Regions from separate parts of the Pan troglodytes genome. Here all the other regions are linked to region 3. A link is a contact called in public Hi-C data. All regions are on one chromosome and are shown on one strand. The core of a region is the stretch at or near the end of the contact, and the rest is flanking DNA. Distances in the headings are between cores, read along the strand shown.

Region 1 (4,108 bases), core at 1,217-3,716, 160 kb before region 3:
AGCAAATGAGTGCAACTGAAAGCAATTCCAGGAGATATTGATGAGAAAATAAACACATTGATGTCTTACATTCATCCATCACTGGAAAAATTAGGCTGCAAAAAATAGCTGGCAGCCCACAGGCAGCTCGGAACTTAGATCCAAGGGCTGAATATAAACAGTGGTGAAACTGATTTAAACCTCACTTGAAACTTGCAAACAGTGACTCCGGGAAGGATCTTGCATCTTAGATCTGTTTTATCCAAGAAAGGAGCTACTAGACAGATATGGCTATTTAAATTTAAATTGATTAATTGAAAAGTATTGGAAAATATTTATAAGTAAAAAGTCAGGCCAGGTATGGTGGCTCACATCTTTGGGAGGCCAAGGTCGGTGGATCGCTTGAGTCCAGAAGTTCTAGACCGCACTGGAAAACACAGTGAGACCCATCTCTACAAAACAACACAAAAATTTGCCGGGCATGGTGGCGTGCACCTCTAGTTCCAGCTTGGGAGGCTGAGGTGGGAGGACAGCTTGAGCCCAGGATGCAGAGGTTGTAATGAGCCAAGATTGTGCCACTGCACTCCAGCCTAGGCGACAGAGCCAGACCCAGTCTCAAAACCTAAATATATAAATAAAAGTAAAAAGTCAGTTTCTCAGTCACACTAGCTGCATTTCAAGTACTCGGCAGCCACATGTGGCAGAACTGCCTGGAACCTTTACAGTCACAGAAGACATGACACCTCTGGGCTCCTTCCAAAGCAAAGCAGCAGAGGGCAGCACGGCCATACTGCTTCCTCCCCTCAAGCAATTTATCTTTTCAAAATTCATACTTTCCTTACTACAAATTTTCTGCATTCCTCCTAATCTCTTATTCTCCAAGTTTTTTCTTAGCTACTAAGTTATTATGCAATTTATGGTAATTTTGACACCCTAACAGATAATCCAAAGCCAAAATTGTATGCATTTCAGGCCAACAGAAAGAACACATACTCAGACTCTACATTCCAATTCCAGCTTGAAGCCATTTACTAGCTTTGGCGACCCTGGCAAAGTCTTGAGTACCACTACCCTCATCTACAGAATAGAATATCAGATGAAATAGAAAGAGTACACACTAGTACATCACAAACCACAACACATTAAGGTCTACTACTATCGCTATCTACGCCAAGAGTTTATTAAGTTGATGCTTCATTCTTCCATCTGTAAAACAGGTACAGTCATAGTATTTCATACCTACTCTTCAGGGTTGTTTGGAGGATTAATAAGCAACCATGTGTAAAGGGTTAAGACCCGGATCTCAGAAGGCACTGTCTGAATGTCTGCTGTTATTGTAGTGTATCGCCCAATATTTTGGAGGGCAGTGATAAGGGGAGGGAGGGAATCTAGAATGAAAGCTTCCTGTTTGGAGAGTTCCATGGTACAGGTCCTAGGCCCGAAGTCAAATTGTTTCCATGTTTACTGTGCCGTTTGAGAGGGCATTGCCAACTTGCTCGTTGTGGCACTTTCCTCTGAAACTTGAGGAGAAACATTATCGCTCTCTGGATCACCTTCAGTTTGCTTCAACTCTTCTGGAGCTATTTCTGAAACCGCTGGGCTAAGAAGTTCTCTATGCAGCCCTTAGAAAAGAAATTATAAACCCCGTTTAATAAACCCCTACCCGGAGTCTTCTCCTAAGAGGCAAAGCGGAGGCCAGTGAGGCGGAAACGGTGGCCTAGAAAACAAGCATTCCAGTCCTGTCACTAACTACACAGGCACTGTGGAAAACCAAGGGGCTACGTGCTCAGCTCAGGCTCTGGACTGCACCCAGGTTCAAATCCCAGTTCCGTTCTTAATAGCTGGATGGGCTAGGGCAAACAACAAGCTGTCCGGGCTTTGTTCTCCCCTGCAATGTGGGAAAAACACCATCAAGCCTGCAAGATCTTCATGGATTACACAAGAAAAGATTAGTGAAATAATGAGCACAACAGTACGAAACAAGCGCTCGGTGTCTGTGGTTAGCAGCGTACTCCTGCGGGGATGGCCAAGATGAATTCCCTGAAACTACAGGCTGAATTTCTCCCAGCCTCCTCCGCGTCTCGAACCCTCTCGGACTAAGAACACGTGAGGCAACAGGTGGCGGCTCCCGGATCTCCTGCCCTTGCTTTCCTGGGGCCGTAGCTCCTCAGGACAGAGAACACCCAGCCGAAAATAGCCGGGCCGCAGCTCCGGGGTGGCTAAGCCCAGCCCGGAACAGAGCCCGGCACGTGCTGGGGCGGGCCCGTCCCTCCCGGCCCAGCCCCTCAGCCCGGGATCCGTTACCTGCTCGGCCTCCGCCAGCCACAGCCACAGCTGCCGCCATGTCCGGAATTTATACCTGTCGCTAAACACGAAGCACATCTCCGGGCTGGCATAGCGGGAGGCAAGAGGTGAGCGGTAGCTGTCGGGCGAACCATGATCGCCTCCAGCTGCCATCCCAACCCTGCGACCCCGCCAGGGTGGACTGGACCAGGGAAGAGCGGAAGCGGAAACCTGGAGGCCAGGGCAGGACGGGGCGGGGCGGGACTTCCTTCACGCGGTCCCGCTCTGTGGGTTCCGGGCGCCCTGGGCGCTGCCGGCTGCGGAGAATCTCGGCTGCTTCTGCCTGAGAATTGACTTGGTTCGCTTCTTTGACCAGAAACATGATTGATGCTTCCTACGTTACTTAGCCGCGCTACCCTTTAGTTTTCCTGTCTGAAAAGAGGTACATTAAGACTTCCTTGGCCGGGCGCGGTGGCTCACGCTTGTAATCCCAGCACTGTGGGGGCCCCAGACCGGAGGATCGCTGGAGGCCAACAGATCGAGACCAGCCTGGGCAACACAGGGAGACCCTCCCGTCTCTAAAAAACAAAAAGCAAAAAAAAAAAAAAAAAAAAAAAAAAAAAAGGCCTGCCTTTCGGGTTGTGCGGATTCAGTGTTAGAGCGGTGTCTGGCACACTTGGAAGGCCGTGTGTACGCTTGCTGTTACTCTTATTACTGTCGCCCCACCCACTCCTGCCCGCGGCGCACCGAGCTCGGCTCTAAGGAGAAATGAAGATACCCAAGGGGAATCGGCATTTACTGCGCCCCCAGTGAGCCGGCTGCGGTGGCCTACGCCTGTAATCCCAGCACTTCGGGAGGTCGAGGCAGGCAGATTTCCTGAGCTTAGGAGTTTGAGACCAGCCTGGGCAACACGTGAAACCCTGTCTCTACTAAAATACAAAAAATTAGTCGGGCATGGCGACCTGTACCTGTAGTCTCAGCTACTTGTGAGGCTGAGACAGGAGAATTTCTTGAACCCGGAAGGCGGAGGTTGCAGTGAGCCAAGATCGCGCCACTGCACTCCAGCCTGGGCGACAGAGCGAGACTCCGTCTCCAAAAAATAAAATAAATAAATAAATAAATAAATAGAAATAGAAACACTCAAATGCCCCCCCCTTTTTTTTTTTTGACAGGGTCTTGCTATATTGCTCAGTCTGGAGTGCCAGTGGGGTGATCACACAGGAAAGGGTTCATCTGGAGCTGTTAAGAGCCAGGTGTCTCAGCTGGGCACGGTGACTCACGCCTATAAGCTCAGCACTTTGGAGGCTGAGCTGGGCAGATCGCTTGAGTCCAGGAGTTGGAGACCAGCCTGAGCAACATGATGAAACACTGTCTCTACAAAAAATACAAAAATTAACTGGGTGTGGTGGTGTGCACCTGTAGTCCCAGCTACTTGGGAGGCTGAGGTGGGAGAATCACTTGAGCCCAGGATGTTGAGGCTGCAGTAAGCCATGATTTTGCCACTACAGCTTAGGCAACAGTGAGACCCTGTCTCAAAAACAAAACAAACGAAAAGAGCCGGGTGCCTGCACCCTCTCCACCTGCACTTAACTCCTAGCTCTCTGCCTTTTACGTGAGGAATCTAAAGACACTCAAGCCAGGTGTGGTGGCTCACGCCTGTAATCCCAACACTTTGAGAGGCCGAGGCGGGAAGATCGCTTGAGCCCAGTACTATGCTGCTTTGAAATTACCTGTTTCTGAGTGCCTTACTAAAATGAGACCTGTGGAGGAATTCCAATTTTAACTCCCAGTTTATTTGCTGAGAGTTAACTTCACTTTTCCAATAACCATAATATTTCTAGACTAT
Region 2 (3,974 bases), core at 279-2,778, 140 kb after region 3:
ACTACCCAAAACACATCTGTACTTTCGAAGCCAAGATCACTGATGAGTCTCCAAATCAAGAGAAACCTTATACTACTGAAATCTCCCACAGCGAAGAGAGAAGTGGCCTCTATTAGTAAACTTTCACAAAATGCTTACGTCTATCATTTCTACACACTTTCTATATATACTTAACTGTTGGTGGGGGCACTAATGTTTCATTCACTGATTCTTGGCTTGTTTTATTCACTATGAAGAAATATCTTTGGCCAATTTTGTATAATTTTGCTTAAATTATAATACAAATGACCAACTTGAAATTCACCATCCTCTCGTTCAATCTCTAGCACTGATGCTAAAAAGTAATAAAACAGCCAAAACACATGAGAAAGCACGAACTTAAAGTCCCAGGCTGGTAACCTGAATTCCAAAGAATTCAGAATAAGCTGGTCCTTAAGGCGCTTGACTAGAGGTGACCGTTACTGGACGTCTTTAACCACTACAGCGTGTCTCGCTGGATCGGATGTCCAGCCTCCACAGCCGAATAAACCGGTAGTCTGGAACTGAAGGGCACCGGACCACGGGAAGGTGTAAAAACACTCTCCGTGCCCCTCGTTTCCTTGTCCAGAGTCTGAGCCGCCTCCCCAAGTGGCCGCACACGCAGGGCCCTGGCGAGGGGTGTGGAACGCATTCACCTTGTCACGCAGGTCCTGCACACAGGCCGGGACGCTGCGCAGGGACCCGAGGATCCGAGGCCTGACGCCTCCCTCTGCCACCGCCAGCCAGGGGCGGACGCGCCTCCGCGGGCTGGGAAGGTGTCCCCGCGCCGAGGCCCCCCGGAGACGGGAAGCGAACTCGACTCGGCTGGGCCAGCCCACCCGGAAGCCCTCCCCCAGCTCACACCTGCTGGCGCGTGACGCCCGGAGCCGCGCGCGCGCCCGCCAGTGCCTGCCCGGCCGTTCGGGGCGCCCCGGCCCGCGCGCCGGACGTCGCCCCGAGTCCCTCCCCGCCCCTCGACTCAAATCTCGGCGGCGCCCGCTCCCGCGGAGCGCGCGCTCAGCGCCGCCGGCAGCACCGGCCCCGCGCGCGCTCACGCCCCCTCCCCGGCCCGCTCCCCGCCCCACGCGCGCTCCCTCGCGAGGACACGCACACGCCGCGCCTCCGCTCACCGCCCCGGGCCGCGCCGCGCGCCCCCGGGGGCGACCTCGCCGACCCCCAGCCGCCCCGCGCCGTCCCGGCGGGGCGCGGGGGAGGGGAAGGACGGCGCGGCCGCCGCACCTCACTCACCGCCGAGCCGTGCCGGCTCCGAGTGCGCGGCGTTTCGCTGTGAGGCGAGGCGCGCAGTCCCCGCTTCTCCGCAGACTATGGAGGCGACGTCGTAGGGGGGACTGAGGGGCGCAGGGGTCACTCCCTCCCGTTTCGCCTTGCAGCAGCACGGGGACCCCAAAAACTAAAAACAAAATAAACAAACTTTCCCCTCCGCATCCCTCCCCCAAAACCACAACACAAACACTCGGGGGCCCGCCCAGAGCCCCACTCCATTGGCCGCAGGGAGGATGCTTCCGGCTCTCACTGGCTGACTTTTGTGCCCGTCAAGCTGTCGTTCCGCCCCTCCAATTCCTCGTTGCTGCCTTCGCCCCTCATTGGTTAAGTGCTTCCCGTTTAACGAGCTAGGATTGGCTGAGCTGCCTGAGCCAATCATGTGGGGACACACCCCCTCAGCATCCCAGAGGCCGCTTCCTCGGTCGAGGACCCAGAGAGACTCAGGGGAAATTAGAGCATGATGGCGGCCGAGGTCGCTTGGCGCAACCATCGTCTTTTTTTTTTATTTTTAGCTCATTAGTGCCTTGCCTCGGCGCTGTTTCCCTAAGCTCCTCTCTCCAACCAGTACTGCCCTATAACGGAATCCATACGCGCCGGCTCCTTGATTTATCCCCTCCGAAGTGCTGAGTGTGGGCTGGTTGTGCGTCATTGGACTGTCAGGATGTCACTCCCCAGTCAAATCTTCAAGCTATTGGTGGAACAGCAAGAAAGCCCGTCCAACAACAAGGGCTAATACCATTGGTTTGACTCCACTGTGTTATTTCCTGGCACCTTATTGGGCAAATAGGTGCGTCAGATCCGGATTCGCTCTGCTACGGTTAATTGTTTACTGGGGATTTGGGGTCAACTCTGGTTGTTTGGCCAGTAGTTGACGATAATAGTGACTCCCTTGCCTATTTTATGCCAAGTATTGGGCTGCTTTCTTCACAAACATTATCTGGTTAAACCTGGGAGTAATGCAGTATCCAGTTTTTATAGATGGGAAATTAAGGCTGGCGAAAGCTTAGAAAACTTGCCCAAGGTCATCCAGATACAGAGTCGTTGGTGGGCCTGGCATCTGGTCCTGGGTCAAACTGCAGAGACTTCACTCTTTTTATTATGCTTTAGTGCCTCCACCTTAGACAATGTAGTTGTCAGCCAACCTAGCATCTTAAAAACGTTTCATTTGGAACTCAAAGTCTTCAGTCAGTTTCTGGAAGTGACTTTGTTGGGGACTTACTATGGAGAGGTTGTCATTGCCTCCACCACATCTTCCTCCCCAGGACCCATTCCTCTCCCCTTTAAGTTAAGGTAGACATTTCTGCCTCCTTTTATGTGAAGCCTAGGCGCCACTCGCAACCCCTGACCAACCATCTACAACTCATTCTTTGGAGAGAGTCCTCAAGAGCTGGAAAACTAGGAGAAATCAAGTCTAAAGAGAGAGACAGAATAAATCGTCTTAGAAATGAATAATTTATTGCATGCAAAGAGAACAGCCCTTCAGCTCCTGGAAATCTTCCAGGATAATTGATGGTGAGCAAGACGTGTGCTCCTGGCTGGTGGCCACTGGGTTCTTTCCCTATAGCAGCATTCATCGAAGTGAATCCAACATTTCAGCCAGAGGAGGGCAGGATGCTTAGGACCCATTGCCAGTGAGCTTCTGCGACCGAAATGATCTCCAGGAGCACAACGCTGGACTCTAGCCCACATTCCATCTTGGGTAATTAACATTTTACCGTCCCAAATCCCCATCCCCTGTAGCTTCAGTGGGATCACCGCCCTTATTTCACTTCCTGATCCAAGCTGTTATGTAACCTCCTTGGCACTGCTTTAATAATAAAACAACCATTGTAACATAGTAACAATGCTCAACACTTAAGAGCCTTTCAGCAAATGAAGCCAAGGTATTTCATAAACGTCAATGAAGAGTAAGTGGCATGTATTCCTAGGGCAACTGCAAGAAGGACAGAAGAAAGATCATGCGTCAAATTCTAATATAGGTTGTAAGAACGTGAATCCTTAAAATTGTATGCACATACCCCATATTTGCCTTCCAGTATGGGGATTCTGAACTCAAAAACACAATGAATGAGAAACATTCAGAATCTAAAACCTTCCTAATCTTCAAAGTTGGTTGCTTGGACCCCTATTTTAGCACTTAAGTTGGTGCTTGACTTTCTGGGTAATTATTTGATACATTTCAGTTGTAAGTACCTTAAAGCAGATGGTTTCTTTTTCATCTCTGTGTCCTTCACATTGTTCTGATCGTAAAAGGCCCCCAAATAAATACTCAGTAAATGTTTAGTGAGCATGTCAGGCACTTTTACTAAGTTACAAAGGCTATGCAGATGAGTGATACACTCTCTCTTCCTTCAAGGACCTCAGTCGAGTAGGGGTGTCCAGCAGATAAGCAGATAACCATGATGCAGTGCTGTGAGAAGGTGCCCTGGAAGCAAATGGTAGGGACATGGGACTCCATCTCGGGAGGGACAGAAATGGCTTCCTGGAAGAAGTGAAACCTTCAAGGAGAACTAAAGAATGAGTTACGGTTAGCTGGCAAGAGACCGGTGATGTGTGGTGACCTACGACATTTGCTCTCTGGTGGCAGGGAGCAGAATGGGAATATCCAGAGATGGCCAAAGCCTGTTCTTCTTAGAATCTTTGTCCATAAAGGCCTCAGCAATTTGTCCACT
Region 3 (3,716 bases), core at 673-3,172:
GTACAGGTATGCCATCTTTGGACACCTTACCAAAGAAATCAACTTAAAAAGGAAAATCTTGCCAGGTGTGGTGGCTCACACCTGTAATCCCAGCACTTTGGGAGGCTGAGGTGGGCGGATCACAAGGTAAAGAGAACGAGACCATTTTGGCCAACATGGTGAAACCTCGTCTCTACTAAAAATACAAAAATTAGCTGGCCGTGGTGGCACATGCCTGTAATCCCAGCTACTCGGGAGGCTGAGACAGGAGAATCGCTTGAACCCGGGAGGCAGAGGTTTCAGTGAGCCAAGATTGTGCCACTGCACTCCAGCCTGGCGAGCAAGACTCCGTCTCAAAAAGAAAAAAAATTTTTTTTTGTAAATTTGGAACTACTGGTAACTCTTAAGTCTTTATCTCCAGACCGGGCCTGTAATTACTCCAGCCTTTCACCTGGATATCTCAGGATTCAACGATTCCAAAACTGAACTCATAATCTCAACCCCACACCTGTGCCTCATCTAAATGCACCCTAACTCAACGAATGGTGGCACCATTCCCACAAGAAGCCAGCCAGAGACACAGGTGTTATTTTACATTTCTCCAACCCCATCTTCTCATACCCAATGACCAACTCCTCCGAAATCTTCCTAAATGCCTCTGGAACTCATTCATTTGTCCCCAACTCTGTTGTCAGTCCAGGCCACTATGACCTGAGATTACTACAGTATCATCTGGTCTTACGTGCAATGTCCCAGCCAGTTTCCACAACACACCAGAATCGTCTTTCAAAAATCCAATCTGAACAAGTGACTTTCCCACTTAAAACCCTTCAACTGTTCTCAGGAAAAAGACTTTCAAACGTGGCTTATACACTCTTCTGCATCTGGTCAAGGCTTAGTTTTTCAGCTTACCTCTCATTTCTCAGATTATTTCTTCCCTTAAGCACACGACACTCCAACCATGTCAAAGTACTCTCTATGCTGTTCCCCAAATATGCCAATGTCCACTAGTGCCCCGTGGTCTTTGCAGAAGCTGTTATCTCTCTAGGTGTCCACCCTTTGTAACCCCCCAACACCCTGAGCACCAGCCAGCCCCTTGCATCTATTCTCTAACTTCAGCAGTCGTGTCTGGAGAAAATCTTCACACTACTGCTAGGCTTGTACTTGTACTTATCAACACCTGGCATGTGAAAAGCACTCAGTAATTATTTGCAGAATGAATGAGTAAACAGATCATTTTCTAAGTTTTTTAAAAAACAAATTCCAACGTCAATGAATGAAAGCCATTTTTCTGTCACCCATATTAATTCAACAGCATTGTATAAAGTGGGCAATGGACCTAAATTTTCATTTTGCCCATTGAGTCAAAACTGGCTGTTGTGCACGGTGGCTCATGCCTGTAATCCCAGAACTTTGGGAGGCCGAGGCAGGTGAATCACAAGGTCAGGAGTTCGAGATCAGCCTGGCCAACATGCCGAAACACTGTATCTACTAAAATATACAAAAAATTAGCTGGGTGTAGTGGCAGGCGCCTGTAATCCCAGCTACTCGGGAGGCTGACGCAAAAGAATCGCTTGAACCCAGGAGGCGGAGGTTGCAGTGAGCAAAGATCACGCCACTGCACTCCAGCCCGGGCGACAGAGTGACTCCATCTCATATTAAAAAAAAAAAAAAACCTAGTAATAATTTGGTCAAATAAACAGAATTTACATGTGTGGGCCCAGAATAATCACAATGAGGGAGAAAACGCTGTATTCAATGTTCTCCTTTGCCTTGTAAACTCTAAGACCAATTCATTTGAAATTGCTGAGAACCTTCTGATGCAAAGCACAGAATGTATGAAAAACAGCCAAGTAAACGTGGATACAACACAGAGGCACAGCCTGAAGGAAACTGGAGAGTTATGAAGAGACGACATCAGACCACAGGAATGTAGGGACTTGAATAAAAAGAAAAGGCTCCGTGCTGCTCCTGTCCTTGTGCAGGCTAAAGCTCTGTGCAATCACTGTACAGGCTTCATGATCCTGGTAGCCATGAGAAAGAACAGAGCCATTCTGCGGGGCCATAAAAGCCTTTCTGGTTCATTCAACAAAGGGAGATACAGCAAAGGGGAAGGAAACACTTACTAAGCAACAAGACTAGGTGCCTAGCCCTCACATATAGCATTTCCTTTATGCGTCGCAACAATATATTATCCCCATTTTGCTGGTGAGGAAATGAGCCTACCATCGTCACACAGTGAGTCCTGGTGACCTTATACTCACACATTTTCACTCAACATCTACTCCTGCCAAGCCCTGTTCTAGATGTTGGGGATACAACAGTGAGGAAAACAGATAAGGTCTCTGCTTTCAGGAAACCGGATAGTATTGTGGAGACGTACCATACACAAATAATTTCAGATGGTGATACAATTTAGGAGTGTTAAAAAAGTAAAATTGAAGGATGTGATAAAATAACTAGGAAGGCAATTCCAGGTTGCAAAGTTCTCAGAGGTAATGCAAAAGATAATTTTGAAGAGATAGTGCACAGAGCTAAAGACAATGTTTAATAAAGTGACTATCAAGTCAAACCTTCAATGAAGTCTCCAAAACTACCAGAAGCAAAAAATTACCACTCATTCCCTGATTATCAGAAAAGATAACTAAGGAGTTATCTCAGTCATAACCTAAAGCAGTAAGTTATATAGTTAGTCACCAGATGGCAAATATTTCCACATGAACCAAACTATTGAAGGCAATGGGCCAAATTAATTCTTAGATGCCCCAGCACCTACATCAGTGCTTAATAAATTACTGCTGAATAAATATATGATGGAAAGGAAAGAAGAAAACAATGTTAAGATGTCACTGCCATGAGTTAAATAAATCCCTTTTCTGGCCAAGTGGCTTCAATTCACTCCACCCTAACCCCGACACCCGTCTTAATCACAAGAAGCAGGTGAGGAAAGTGGGATTAGAGTAAATCCACGAACAATACTGTACAGAGAAACAATTAGCATATGCTGTCCCTCTCCCCAGCCACCAGACAGAAACAAGTTCCACTTAAAGAAGTCTAATATCTAAATAACTAAAAATTATTAAATGGGGTAATTATTTGGCTTCTTTTTTCTTTTTTCTTTTTTTTTTTTTGAGACGGAGTCTCCCTGTACTGCCCAGGATGGAGTGCAGTGGCACAATCTCGGCTCACTGCAACCTCCGACTCCTGGGTTCAAACGATTCTCCTGCCTCAGCCTCCCGAGTAGCTGGGATTACAGGCAGGCGCCACCACCCTCGGCTAGTTTTTTTGTATTTTTAGTAGAGACAAGGGTTCACCATATTGTCCAGGCTGGTCTCGAACTCCTGACCTTGTATCCACTCACCTCGACCTCCCAAAGTGCTGGGATTACAGGCGTGAGCCACCACGCCCGGCCGGCTTTTTTTTTTTTCCTCTTGAGACAGGGTCTAGCTGTTTCCTAGGCTGGAATGCAGTGGCACGATCCTGGCTAACTGCAGTGTCAACATCACTCGCTCAAACTATCCTTTCACCTCTCAGCCTCCTGAGTAGTTGAGATGACAGGCGTGAGCCACCATGCCCAGCTAATTTTGTTTAAAATTTCTTGTAGGGACAGGGTTTTGCCATGTTGCCCAGGCTGGTCTCAAACTCCTGAGCTCAAGCAATCAGCCTGCCTGGGACTCCCAAAGTGATCACAGGCGTGAGCCACCACGACTGGCCTATTTGGCTTCTTTAAGAAATTT

Evidence for each region. Hi-C and Micro-C count contacts between places; a contact is called where the count stands out from the background.
Region 1: a Hi-C map of stem cell-derived neural progenitor cells shows a contact between it and region 3, with 2.9 times the contacts expected there. The contact joins the promoter of ADSL here to the enhancer-like site in region 3. A contact is called at or near these places in 1 of 7 Hi-C or Micro-C datasets (stem cell-derived neural progenitor cells) and 1 of 1 datasets of contacts at active chromatin or transcription factors (stem cell-derived excitatory neurons).
Region 2: a contact with region 3 is called in a Hi-C map of stem cell-derived neural progenitor cells, with 3 times the contacts expected there. The contact joins the promoter of TNRC6B here to the enhancer-like site in region 3. A contact is called at or near these places in 1 of 7 Hi-C or Micro-C datasets (stem cell-derived neural progenitor cells) and 1 of 1 datasets of contacts at active chromatin or transcription factors (stem cell-derived excitatory neurons).

Annotation. Positions count from the first base shown.
Region 1 is chr23:42,341,469-42,345,576 of NHGRI_mPanTro3-v2.0_pri, reverse strand. ADSL (adenylosuccinate lyase) reads right to left here and starts at 2,466. Exons shown (of 13, transcript NM_001280160.1): 1 at 2,284-2,466. The coding sequence starts at 2,436.
Region 2 is chr23:42,039,691-42,043,664 of NHGRI_mPanTro3-v2.0_pri, reverse strand. TNRC6B (trinucleotide repeat containing adaptor 6B) reads right to left here and starts at 1,528. Exons shown (of 25, transcript XR_010156023.1): 1 at 1,267-1,528.
Region 3 is chr23:42,178,492-42,182,207 of NHGRI_mPanTro3-v2.0_pri, reverse strand. All of the region lies in intron 4 of TNRC6B (trinucleotide repeat containing adaptor 6B), which reads right to left. Among named protein-coding and RNA genes, the nearest start is that of TNRC6B, 140 kb to the right of the region's middle. Within about 2 kb of position 1,922, at least 4 of the 24 cell types and tissues checked have an H3K27ac peak or open chromatin away from gene starts, as enhancers often do. A contact at or near this core is called in stem cell-derived neural progenitor cells, where this site is marked.